Linked DNA regions of Mus musculus: all the other regions are linked to region 3. The links are chromatin contacts, called in public promoter capture Hi-C maps. All regions are on one chromosome and are shown on one strand. The core of a region is the stretch at or near the end of the contact, and the rest is flanking DNA. Distances in the headings are between cores, read along the strand shown.

What was found. Promoter capture Hi-C pulls out the DNA fragments that hold promoters and counts their contacts.
Region 1: a contact with region 3 is called in a promoter capture Hi-C map of hippocampal neurons, with 3 times the contacts expected there. The contact joins the promoter of Klhl12 here to the enhancer-like site in region 3. A contact is called at or near these places in 3 of 39 promoter capture datasets (embryonic stem cells and hippocampal neurons), 3 of 484 Hi-C or Micro-C datasets (cerebellum, embryonic stem cells and liver), 1 of 115 datasets of contacts at active chromatin or transcription factors (pancreatic cancer cells) and 3 of 9 other capture datasets (adipose tissue, embryonic stem cells and pancreatic islet).
Region 2: a contact with region 3 is called in a promoter capture Hi-C map of hippocampal neurons, with 2.2 times the contacts expected there. The contact joins the promoter of Kdm5b here to the enhancer-like site in region 3. A contact is called at or near these places in 5 of 39 promoter capture datasets (the C10 cell line, hippocampal neurons, neutrophils and 2 more), 1 of 15 datasets of contacts at CTCF or cohesin (large pre-B cells) and 1 of 115 datasets of contacts at active chromatin or transcription factors (pancreatic cancer cells).

What each region holds. Positions count from the first base shown.
Region 1 is chr1:134,453,421-134,457,202 of GRCm38.p6, reverse strand. It overlaps Klhl12 (kelch-like 12), which reads right to left and starts at 1,672. Exons shown (of 12, transcript NM_001311136.1): 1 at 1,538-1,672.
Region 2 is chr1:134,558,463-134,562,657 of GRCm38.p6, reverse strand. Kdm5b (lysine (K)-specific demethylase 5B) reads right to left here and starts at 2,480. Exons shown (of 27, transcript NM_152895.2): 1 at 2,116-2,480. The coding sequence starts at 2,319. It also overlaps a transcript of Mgat4e not described here.
Region 3 is chr1:134,144,561-134,148,291 of GRCm38.p6, reverse strand. It overlaps Chit1 (chitinase 1 (chitotriosidase)), which reads right to left. Exons shown (of 12, transcript NM_001284525.1): 6 at 2,875-3,040; 7 at 2,577-2,701; 8 at 1,607-1,730. Among named protein-coding and RNA genes, the nearest start is that of Chit1, 35 kb to the right of the region's middle. Within about 2 kb of position 1,956, at least 6 of the 459 cell types and tissues checked have an H3K27ac peak or open chromatin away from gene starts, as enhancers often do. A contact at or near this core is called in hippocampal neurons, where this site is marked.

The DNA of each region.
Region 1 (3,782 bases), core at 423-2,922, 310 kb before region 3:
TTTGTTTTGTTTTTGTTTTTGTTTTTTTTTTTTGAGACAAGGTTTCTCTGGGTAGCCCCAGCTATCCTGAATCTTACTCTGTAGACTGGGCTGGCCTTGAACTCACAGAGATCCACCTGCCTCAGATTCTCCCTGGGATTTTCCTCCTCAGAACACTTTCTAGGGGATGCAATGAAGGTGCTTATGAAAACTGTCCTTTGAGGATGCAAAACTTTCTAAAATGAACCAAAGAAAAAAGAAACTATTCATCTAAAGTCTACAATCCTAATTTCCTAAGATTAAAACTGAGATTCTACATTGTCATCTTTTGTTCAGTAGCTCCTTCAAAAGGACTCTGGACACTCCCCCCCCCCCCCAAACTCTGCAACATGTATTTAACCAAAAACTGAGACAACTTGCTAAAGTAAATGCTTTTTGTTTTTAAAAGGTTTGCTTAAGCTAACATAGTTTCAAACTATGAGATGCAAGAAACTGGGGATTTGCTGAATTCTCAGGAGCTGAAGATTATGAAGATTTCCTAGTGTTCTAGCACAAGGCCCAGCCTGTGATTAAACTTTAAGATTTGTTTCATAAATGACAGTAACCTCAGGGCTGCAACTTTCCTCCTAGCACAAAGCCTGACCATATATTCACCATTCAAAAACTACACATTCTAGAACAGCTAATATGTAAATAGAGGGGTTCCATTCTAAATCATTCTAGAAGGAAGAAAAAAGGCAATGAGAGAGAGAGAGAGAGAGAGAGAGAGAGAGAGAGAGAGAGAGAGAGAGAGAGAGAGAGAAAGGAGTTCTCCCCTAAGAACACCAAGCTTACCATCAAGTATTAGGGAGACCTAGGTAGGCAAGGAGTTAGATATGCGGTAATCATGGAAGCTGCAACAGTATCTTGGTAGCTGTGTCTCCCGGTTAAGCAGGGACTACACTAAGGTTCCCATGGTCAAAATCTGTAAAACTGTATTTGGGATGTTCCACCAAGGCAAACGATACTTAACAAATTGCCAAAACCGCGTTAAAGGGTCTGCATTCTCAAAAGGCACTGGCTTCATTACAATGTGTTGGAGTTTCCAAATCTCCCACCCCATACCTTGCTTTTTTTTTTTTTTTTCAAGATTGCTGGGGATAAATGCCTTACAAGAGGAGGTGAAGACCACTATAATTTGGGAGGGAAAGGGAATTATCTTACCTTCATGCATGAATATACCTTACACCTCACTAATATTCTTAAGAAACTTCTTTAAAACCCCAATGCGCTACTGCCTACCTTCGGAGGAAGCCCACTCCAATCTTTGGAGTGTGTAGCTTTACTAAATAAACGTCCCCTTACTGTTTCTCAGCTGAATTCTTTCCTCCCAGGTTAAACCTTCTCCCGGGGCAGGCGGCAGCTGCTCCGGAGAAGCCGAGAAGGCAGCGCTATGCCTGCAGCGCCCCAGCTCATCTCCTACCGACCCGGGCTGGGGGGGGTACCCGGGTTGGGGGAAGGCCGCGCCCCCGGCTGAGGGCAGAGGGAAAGGCCGTGTGTCAGGGCCGCGCTCACTCACCAGGGCTCCTGGGCCGTCCGAGCCGAGGTGCTAGGCGCCGGGCTCCCAGGCGGCTGAGCAGCCGGAGCGCCGCCGCTGCCGCCCGGACCAGCCGCTGCGGAGCAGTCTCCGTGGTAAACTCCAGTCTCGGAGTACGGCGACCGCGCGGCATGATGACGTCACGCCACGGGAGGGGCGGGCCTCTCCTGGGTTACGTCACCTTAGGAGGCCGAGCCAAGAAGTCCTGCTTACCTGAGAGCTCAGAAAAAGAGACCTGAGAGTGGGTAGACGGGTGGGTGGGGAGTGCCGCGTGTGACAGTGCGCTGGAGGCCAGAAGGACCCAAGACTGGCGGTCCCCACGCGGTATGGCAGGCGCTAGGCTGCGTTCCTGCCACACTCGGGAGACCCACGGGGTTTCAGAGTTCTCTAGGTCGGTTTCTGAAGAATCAGGCTCCGCTTCACCATAGGGAGGACTTTCCCATCCCGGATAACCACAGGGTCCTAAATGTGCCTGTCACCATGAGGCGATTGCTTCCTTCACTCCAAGGAAAAGGAACTTGTGGATTGACTGAGCCACCAGAAATGGGTCGCAGTAGGGGAAACTGCAAAGACCCTTCTCAAAGAAGACGCCACAGCCATCTCCTCTCCTCTGACTCACCATGGTCGTTCATTAGTGCTGCGGTTCTTAGGACGTTTGCTTTTCGTTGATTTTGACTTTTTGCCTTTGGCTGAGAAGGGAAAGATGTTTCTTGTTCCAGTATAGATGAATGACTAATTGGATTATCCAGTTTTCCTTTGCACGGCGTTTGGTTCTTAGGGATAGTAAAGTGTAGTCAAGAGGGCAGCGTCTTCGTTTTACATAGTGTTTTCTTCGTGTCATAGCTTCTTGATCCCAAACTGTTCCTGACATTTAAATATGGTGGACAGAGTGCAGAATTGATAGAAAATGTTGAGGGCACTCTGGAAATAGTTGTTAAAATGATCAATGTAGATCTATTTTGTCTAGGTTTTGTAGTGTAGTCATCAGACTTCAGGGCAGGAATGCTTCCCCACCAAATCTGGACCCAGAACTACTACAGCAGATGAACTTAAGGTAGCTAGAACAGAAGCTAACGATCTTGGGCACCAGGCACATACATGGTGCTCATGTATACATGTAGGCAAACCATTTATGCACATAAAATCTTAAAATTACAAAACATATCTACTGGTTCTCCTGGTCTTCTCTGGCTACTTCTGCTTTTATATATGCATTTCCCCTAGTAACATCTTTGCCCTTTTTCTTTCATCTAGGCAAATGCTTTCCTGATGAGCAGAAAAACACACAAATTCTTTAAGAATTTCTGTGAGAGCTAGACATTACACGTGCATACCCACACTTGGGAGACTAAAGCAGGAGAGAACAAATTCAAGGGGAGAAAACAATAACAACTAAAGCTGAAAATGTGGCTGGCATGTGAAAGGCCCAAGACAGGTGAAGGTCAGAGGGTTGAGAGTTTCTTTGTTTTTGTTTTTAAGATTTTATTTATTTTATGTATATGAGTACATCTTTTAAGCAAGTAAATATGAATTAGTGTGGTTTGAAACCAAGAAAGGTTAAAGTGTACTTGCACACGTATGGATATTCTTGGAGCCATAAGAGAGAAAAATGGCCTAAAGAGGAGGTTGTGTGCATTCCAGGGGTGAGATGAGGGAAGGAAGGAGAAAATAGGACAGCGAGGAGGCACAGACAGGAAGGCAGACAGAAAAGTATCAAGGAAAACTTGGAGAAAGTTGCTACATAGATGTATTGGATAACAACCAGATCCAAGTGGAAAGATACAATATGTAAAAACAGTTTTGTGGCCAGGCATACTAACTAAGGTTTGTATTTCCAGCATTCAAGAAGCAGAAGGATGCGATTTGAGGCAAACCTGGACCTATTTAATGAGCAACAGACCAGCCAGACCCAGTTGTAAAATGTCAACAGTAAAAAGCTCTTTTCTCAGTGTTAACTGTGGAAAAAAAAGGGAGGGGGGAGCTATTAGTTCGTTGTTGTGTGGTGGAAGGTTTTCACCAGTTAGTGGTGGTGCATACCTTTAATTCCAGAGGCAGAAACAGGCAGATAGCTGAGTTTGAGGCCAGCCTGGTCTACAGAGTGAGTTCCAGGATAGCCAGGGCTACATAGAGAAACCCTACTTCAAACAAGAAGAAAGAACAAAAGAGAGGGGGAGGAGGGGAAAGGAAGGGGAAAGGAAAGGGAAAGGAAAGGGAAAAAGGGGAGGGA
Region 2 (4,195 bases), core at 1,231-3,730, 410 kb before region 3:
ATGTTTGTACATTATTTCTTCCTCTTTACCCCTTCTCCTCTCAGGCTGTAGTATATAGTAGTCTCAATAGAAAATGGTGGCCATCATGTGTGACAATTCAGAATGGGAAAAAGCAAAACAAATGCACAAATCCTAAAGGCTGCCATTAAGCTGCTAGCCCACATGAGGAAATGGGTAGCCAAACCTAACCAAAGCAACTATTTTTCGAAGAAAATAGCTCTATAAAAGGCAAAGTCGGTAAGAAAAAGGACCTACCCAGTCCTAGTGCGCCACAATGCCAACATGGAGGGCAACTCACAGGATCCTAACTCCTCTTAGATTTTGGTTTCTAATAACTTTGTCAAGTTTCCTAATTTCTAGATAAAAATCCCATTAATGCAAGCATGCAACAGTCACATTCATCTTTCCTGGTACATTAAGATAAAGCTAAATCGCTCAATGTTTGAAACGTGGTCCACATTTCAGAATCAAAACCCTAGGTCTAACCAGGCAAGGGTGTAACTTCTGCAGGCCTCTACAGTAAAAGAAACCTTCCATCGCCTCTGTCCATTTCACCAGAAGAAATGAATCTATTTCCAAACATTTCCCCCCATACTAGCTGACCTGGCCAGTTATTTTCTGAGGCATTTCATTTCTGCTTTCAAAGTTGTCCAAGAGCAACTAAAATATGGTATCTGTGTTTTAATTTTTCTTTCGTGGGGGTAGTGAAAGGATAAGGCTTTATTCAGGGATCTCTCGCAAACATCTTTTCTAGAACGTCTACGTACACAATCCCCTAAATCAAAATGCCATTACATAGAGCAAGTTTAAGGGAGAAAGGGGTAAAAGGCGTGGGGGGGGGTCTTTTTCACTTGAGAGCAGGGAAAGATAGAAAATTCTTAAACGGTAGGCAAGGCAGTTAAACCTTTCCAACCGACCCGGCCGGTCCAACGGTCGTTTAGGCCAACTCAGACTCAGGTCATCCCAAAAGGTAGGCGAAAAACCTGGGGTGTCGCAGCGCATCCAGTTCCGGCTGCGGGGGGAGGGGGTACGGGGAGGGGGACGGGGACGGGGAAGGAGTGGGCCGGGCTCTCCGCGGACGTTGCAGCCGTTAGGGCCGTCTTGGGGACACCCCACCCCTCAGAGCCCCCCAAGCTCGAGGCGCTAGAGCCCCCGCCGGGAAGGCCGAGTAGGGAAAGCTAGGGACCAGGATGAAATCTCCAAGAGCTCGTCTGACATCTCCCCTACAAGCACAGCCTCTCCACCTCAGCCCCAGCCAGGCCTCCCCCCCCCCCCCGCGCCGGGAGCAAAGCAGTCCGGCCCCAAGTCCGTGTGGGAGCGTCCGCCAGGACCTGCGAGCATCAGGGCCCCCGCCGCTTGGCCTGCCCCCACCATCCTCAAAGTGTCGTCCCCCCACCCCGACCCTTGCACCCCCACCACCACTCAACCAGCCGCTCCAGACCGGCCCAGCGGCTCCTCCCCTCCCCCAGTAGCGCCGGCCGCCCCCTGGCCCAGCTCGCCCTGGGGACTCCCAGAGGCCGAGGGACCAGGTGGTGGTGGGGGACCCGGGTCCGGAGGGTGGGGCGCTCAGGTGAGGGCAGCTTCGGGCCGACGCCGCCACCACACAAAGGACCAGGGGCTCCCGCCGCCATATTGAAAACTTTCCTCCTCACACGACAACTCGCAAGTCCCCCACCCCCACCCATCACACACCCCCGCACCCCGAGAAGGAGGCGAGGACCAGCCACGGAGCCGTGCGGGCCCAGAGCCCTGCCTCCGCGCCCGCGTCTCAGCCGGGCTCGGGAGGACTCCCCAGCGACCACCCCGGCGGCTGCCAACCACTCCAGCCCGCACCGCTGCCGGGCGGTGCAGCGCACCAGCCCCCGGAGCCGCACCGACCTAGCCCCCTCCGGCCGCCCCGCCGGAGCCCGCGGTCCTCACGGCCCACATCCCACCCGGGACGGGGGCCCCCGCGCCTTCCTCCCACCGCCGCATCTCCGACCCTCGGAGCCACCCCAAACTTGACCGGGCCCGCGGGACGACCGCTCCCCGCCCCCGCGCCTCCGGCCTCCCGGGCCGCGCGTCCTCGCTCCCTCCCCCAGCCGCGAGCAGGATCCGGGGTGCTGGCTGACTCACCGGCGGCGGCCGCACCTTACAGATCCCAGTCTGCTCGGCTATGGGCCGGATCTTGTGGATGAAAGCGAAGGGGTCCGCGAACTCTTCCCAGCTCGGCTCGAAGACCGGACACTCGGGGGGAGGCAGGAACTCTCCCAGCGGGCCCGGGCCCCCGAGGGGCAGCGCCGGGCGCGGGCCTGGGGGCAGCGTGGTGGCCGGCTCCATCACCGCGACCTGGGCAGGGGCGAGCACAGGGCAGGCTCCGCAACCGCGGCAGCGAGCTCCGCTCCGTCCGAAACCCGTGCAGACGCACAGCTCGGGCGACAGGTCCGACTTCTACTAGCAACGGCAACACCTAGGGCTTTTTCAGCCTTCCTCCGACGACGTCTTGCCGCTACCCCACGCAGTGCTCCTCCGCCGCCACGGCGAGGAAAAAAGTCCCTGCTGCCACCCCGAGCCAGGTCTCGCCCCGCCCCCTAGCCGGGAGGGGCAGGGGCCTTCCGCCTGGGATGTTTATCCTTAATGCTTCAGTTAACCTCTGAAGTTTCAGAATTCTTCCTCTCAAGAAGTTAACAGTCTAGTAGGGAGAACAGAGTTACAATCCATCAATCACGTCATATATTTTGGCACGAAAGATTTGCTTAGTAAAACCCGAGAAGCAGAGTACTGAAATTGGAGGATTCTCCAGGTAGAGAAAACACCTTGAACACAAGGAGCAGCAAGGACAGACACATAGAGTAATGAGGAGAGCAATAACTCTTCGAGCACTTGCTTATCCTAGACACTGTGTAAAGTGCAAGTGCTTTTCGGGATTGTTTAGTCTGTGAGGGGATTAAGCATTTGACCAAATCCAACAGTTCAGTCTATTTACTGGAAAGTAGGGTTGTTGCACAGAAATCTACACATATACAAGGTTGGACTTGAGCAAAAGCATCTTGAAATAATCCAATCAAGGAATGATGGGGCCTAAATAAATTCAGCAGCGCTATAGGTTAAAGTGAAATTGTAGGAAATAAAAGTTAGACTAGGACGGGACCAGAAGAATAGCGTACTAAGGGTCTGACAGATGGCATCCCTGGGACAAGCATCCATGAGCATGTTCTAGGGAAGATGTATTCACCCCTGAACAGGCTGAGCCTGAGATGTCTCTGCTACAAAGATTTTCAACAGGCTAAAAGGTACAACAGGTCTGAAGGAAAGAAAGAGATCAGAGTGTTTCAGAGGAAGCAATGGAAGAGCTGAGAGGTTAAGTAACCATGAAATCCAAAGATGGGGGATGGCCCCAGAAAAAGTCAGGTCATAAGTAGAACTTGAACACAAACATAATTTCTTTTTTTTTTTTTTTGTTTTGTTTTTTCGAGACAGGGTTTCTCTGTATAGTCTTGGCTGTCCTGGAACTCACTTTGTAGACCAGGCTGGCCTCGAACTCAGAGATCCACCTGCCTCTGCCTCCCAAGTGCTGGGATTAAAGGCGTGTGCCACCACCGCCCGGCGATTTCTTTAATCTAGAAAGCAACCAAACTCGTGGAAAGACTGCCTGCCACTGTATAAGGAAGGATCAGTGGCTCCACAGCCCTCCCTTCAGAATAGACCATCACTCAGCCTCTGGGTTTAGATTTTAATAGGACTAATGTGACCTAGGCTGGCCTGGAACTCTCTACATAGCCAAAGATGACTCTGATCTCCTGATCATCCTCCTGCCTCTACCTCTTAAACGCTGGGATTACAGATATATCCTATCACACAGAGACCATGGTTCTTCAGCTTAAAAATGGAAAGAGTTAGAAGTTAGATGTGGTGGCGCACACCTTTAATCCTACACAAAGTTCCAGGCCAGCCAGACCTGCATAATGAGCTTCCGCATCAAAGACAGAGAGAGCCGGCTCAGCAGATTAAGGGCATTTGCTTCCGCCTTAGAGGATGTAAACTTAGTTTCCAGATCAATGCCCATCAGCTCCCAACTGCCTCTTCACCCCCAGCCTCAGAGGCTCTGATGTCTCTCCTGGCCCCTACAAGCAACACACACATTTTTTTTATTTTTTTATTATTTTCCTCATTTACATTTCAAATGCTATCCCAAAAGTCCCCTATACCCTCCCCC
Region 3 (3,731 bases), core at 707-3,206:
GGTTGCCTAAGAACGGGGTTCTAGAGGGATCAACGGGACCTGGATCTCCCCAAGGCTTTTCATAGGCATCCCGTTTATATCCATCTTCTTTCATTCCCACTTTAGACTCCTACATCCTATGAGGGAAGCTGCGAGGTTCAATAGCCAGATTTGGGGATTTGGAACCAGTCAACCATGTACCCAACAAGTAGTCACCGACAGTCCCCTGTGCACCAGGCTCTTTCCCAGAGGCCTGGAATACATCACTGTAGAAAGAAGACCGAGATCCCTGCCTCACTTGGCAATGTAAGGGCATACATGAGCCTAGCAGAAGTGATACAGCAAGCTGTGAGCATGTTCTCTGTTAACTAGTATGGTGAGAAGTTTCGCCAGGGAACAAGGTCAGGGGCTTGGGTTGGCATCCCTGGTGTCTACCCACAATCGTGTGATAACAGATGTGTAATTCTAGGCCTGTGGCTGGAAGAGACATTGGATCTAGTGATGCTGAGTAACTATTGAAAAATGAAAATTTGTCCTTCGGGCCTATACTGTGGCTCAGTGTCCTCATGGTGAGTCTGGGCCTCTTCGGTAAAGACAGTTTTCATTGCATTGATTTCTTTTTGTTAGTCTGAATAGATTACCCATGATCAAACCCCAAATTTCTGAGAGAAAAACTAGGGTCCCTGAATGACACATCTTATGTATGTTTAGATAGGGGAGACTGGCCAGAAGCAGTTCTCAGACACACAATTGGCAAGTAGAAGACATGTGGTCAAAGGCAAAACCCTTCCTTTTCCAGCCCAGAGAATACCCGGCTGATGGGCTCAGCCCCAAACAGCAATCAGCTTTGTGTCTTTGTGTCCTCCACTGAACTGAGCTGTTTAGCTTCCTTCAAAACCCATTCTGTTTTCCAGATGAGGTACACAGTCAGGCCTGATGTGGCCCTCTAACCCACAGTATTAACTTTGTGAAAGTGCCAGAGAGATAAAAATGTCCTATTCCTGCCCTCTCAGATACAGGACACCAAAAGCAAAAGGCATTCCAAATTTAGGGAGTGCCATGGTGGCTGTCTTAAGAAAGAGAAATGAATCGTTTCTTTCTTAAGAATGATTCTTTCTTAAGAAAGAATCGTTATTCTTGACCTGTGACTATAGTCTGGGCATATATAAGCTATCCAGACTTCTCAGAGAGAAAGAGTTGGGCAGGAAATCCCAGCTCCAGTTTAAGACCAGTCTGCCCTTCCAGGGCCTGGTTGTTCCTCCTCAAGTGATGTCCCTTGCAGTGTTATCAACCTTGGGCAAGGATGGATGTGAAACATGTGGGGGTCATACTGGCTGTAGAGTCAAGTTCCAAGGAAGCTTCCACATCAGTCCCTTGTGTGTCTGATGTCATTAAAGTGACTTGCTCTGTTGTCAGCTAAGATCCTGCAGAGAAGTGACACCTTCCCCTCAGAAATGGCATGGGACAGAATAAAGCCAGCAAACAAGACAACAGGAAAAGCCTGGTCCTTGGTGTCGTCCTTGGTTTTCCTGGTTTTGTTTTCCATTAGGGAACTGGGGTTCAAACGAGGCCACTACCCAGGTCCTGCTGGACAGAAGACCCCCGCCTCATCCCACCAACCACTCACCACGTTTTGCTCAGCGGCTGCCCCACTTTCTCCTTGCCTTTTGTAGAGGGGGCTGTTATGCCCTGTGGTCTTTTCCAAGGAGCTGTGGAAGTCGTAGGCCATAAGGTTGATGAAATCCAAGCTCCTGCAGGAGACATGGGAAGGGGTGGGAACAAGAAGGAGAGATAAGGACATTCTCTATCCCTCACCCTCAGACCATTCCCATTCCCACTGTGGTGTTGGACATTGTCTTCGATGTCCTGCCCCCCACCGCCCACGTCAGCACCCTCAGGTGTTTTCTGTTCTGTGCGAGAGAGCTGGTTCGATTTTGCCATTTTGGAAGCAATCTAGCTCAGTGCTTCCAAAGCGTTAACATTTCATAAGTCCCCTGAGAATCTCACTAAAATGTAGGCGTTCACTCAGCAGGCTGCATTTCTAACAAGCTTTCACACACACACACACACACACACACACACACACACACACACACACTCACTCACACTCACAGCATCTCTCTCTATGTAGCTGGCCTGGAAATCAGTGAAGAGCAGGCTGGTTTCAGACTCACAGGGACTTGCCTGCCCTCACCTCCTGAATGCTGGGAATAAATGCATGCACCGGTGTACCATCTCTCAAGTGTCATAGGGGCTGCAGCTCCACACACCCCACCGAGGAGCTAGCATGTGACCTCCCATATTCTTGGAGATGCTTAAGGGTTGTGATCTCCCTCCTCCTGCCCCAAGTGTGTTCTTTCTTGAACCTTGTGAGTACCAGAGGAAGGGAAGAACAAAGACCACCTAACCATCCCCACACACCCACAGAAAGGATCTGAAATAGTGCAGTGTAGCCAACACAGAAAGCAGTGACTTCTCAGTTGCGTGATAACAACTGGAAGTCATGCCTTGCAAGCAGAGATCTGCTTTGTTTCTGGAATGCTCAACCACCCTGGGCTGCTCCAGCCTTGGAGAACATAGGGATTCATGAGACTCACTGGGCAATCTTGTCCACCTCGTAGCCAGCATCCACCAGGCCTCGATCACTCGGTACAGCTGCAGTCAGAAGGAGGCGTTCCTTCCCTGAGGACTGGGCTTCCTCCTGGAAGGCTTTGGCCAAGTCCTGTGGGAAGAACAGCATGAAGGTAGAGGCAGGAGCTAGCAGGACCCTCTATGCTATTACCCACTCCCTGATAGGTGTTCACATTCTGCAGTCTGAAGCTGCTGGCACTGGGGTAGGACCACCACCCTGAGTCACTCGGCAGACTGAATGACCCTAGTCCCTCCCAGCCATACCTGTATCAGGGCTGTGAATCTCTCTTTGTCTACTGTGGGGCTCCCACGTCCACCTGGGAACTCCCAGTCAAGGTCAAGGCCATCAAAACCTTGAGTGCGCAGGAAACTTAGGGCTGACTTCACAAAGGTCTGCCGGTTGCTGGCGGTGGCCACCATGTCTGTGAACCTGTGGAATGATGGAAGGGGTGTGGCCTGACTGGGGCTAGACAGGTCACTGTCTTGCTCAAGGGTGAATAGGAGAGTTCTCGGGGTCCCAATCACATGTTTAGACAAGAAAGGGTTCTAGGGTTCCTGGGGGCTGCTGGGGTACTTGCTGACAGGTTAAGGGCCTGGTTAAGAAAAGGAACAACAGAAGTGCTTTCTAACCCTAATGTCACTGTCACTGGGGCTGCTCCAATCCCCCTGCAGTCCCTGACTGTCTCGTTGTCAAAATTATCCCCACCCTCTCCTCCTCCCTGCACAGATTGTTTCCCATGTAGTTAGGGGGACAAATAAGGAGACTAGCGGGGAGCTGGGAACCTGGGGACCCCCATTTGAGCTCCCTGGCAGGTTACCTTTGTACTCTACAGAGCTCTTCCCCAATCTCCACATTAGCCTGTGGACCCCTCTCCCCCATCTTCCTTCCCCAGTGGACCCCAAAGAATGCTTAGGCTTCTTAAGAATTGTAAGTTTTTACAGATTGGTTCTAATTTGATTTACTTTTATTAACTTCTAACTTAAATGAATGGTGTCAATTCTTAGGTCCATGTCTCATAATGCCAAGCTAAAAATCCTAGCAATGTTAATAAAAAAATATGTGTTATTTTGGGAAGTTGAGTCATGACATTAATCAGATTCTCAAAAGGTCTTACGGTCCA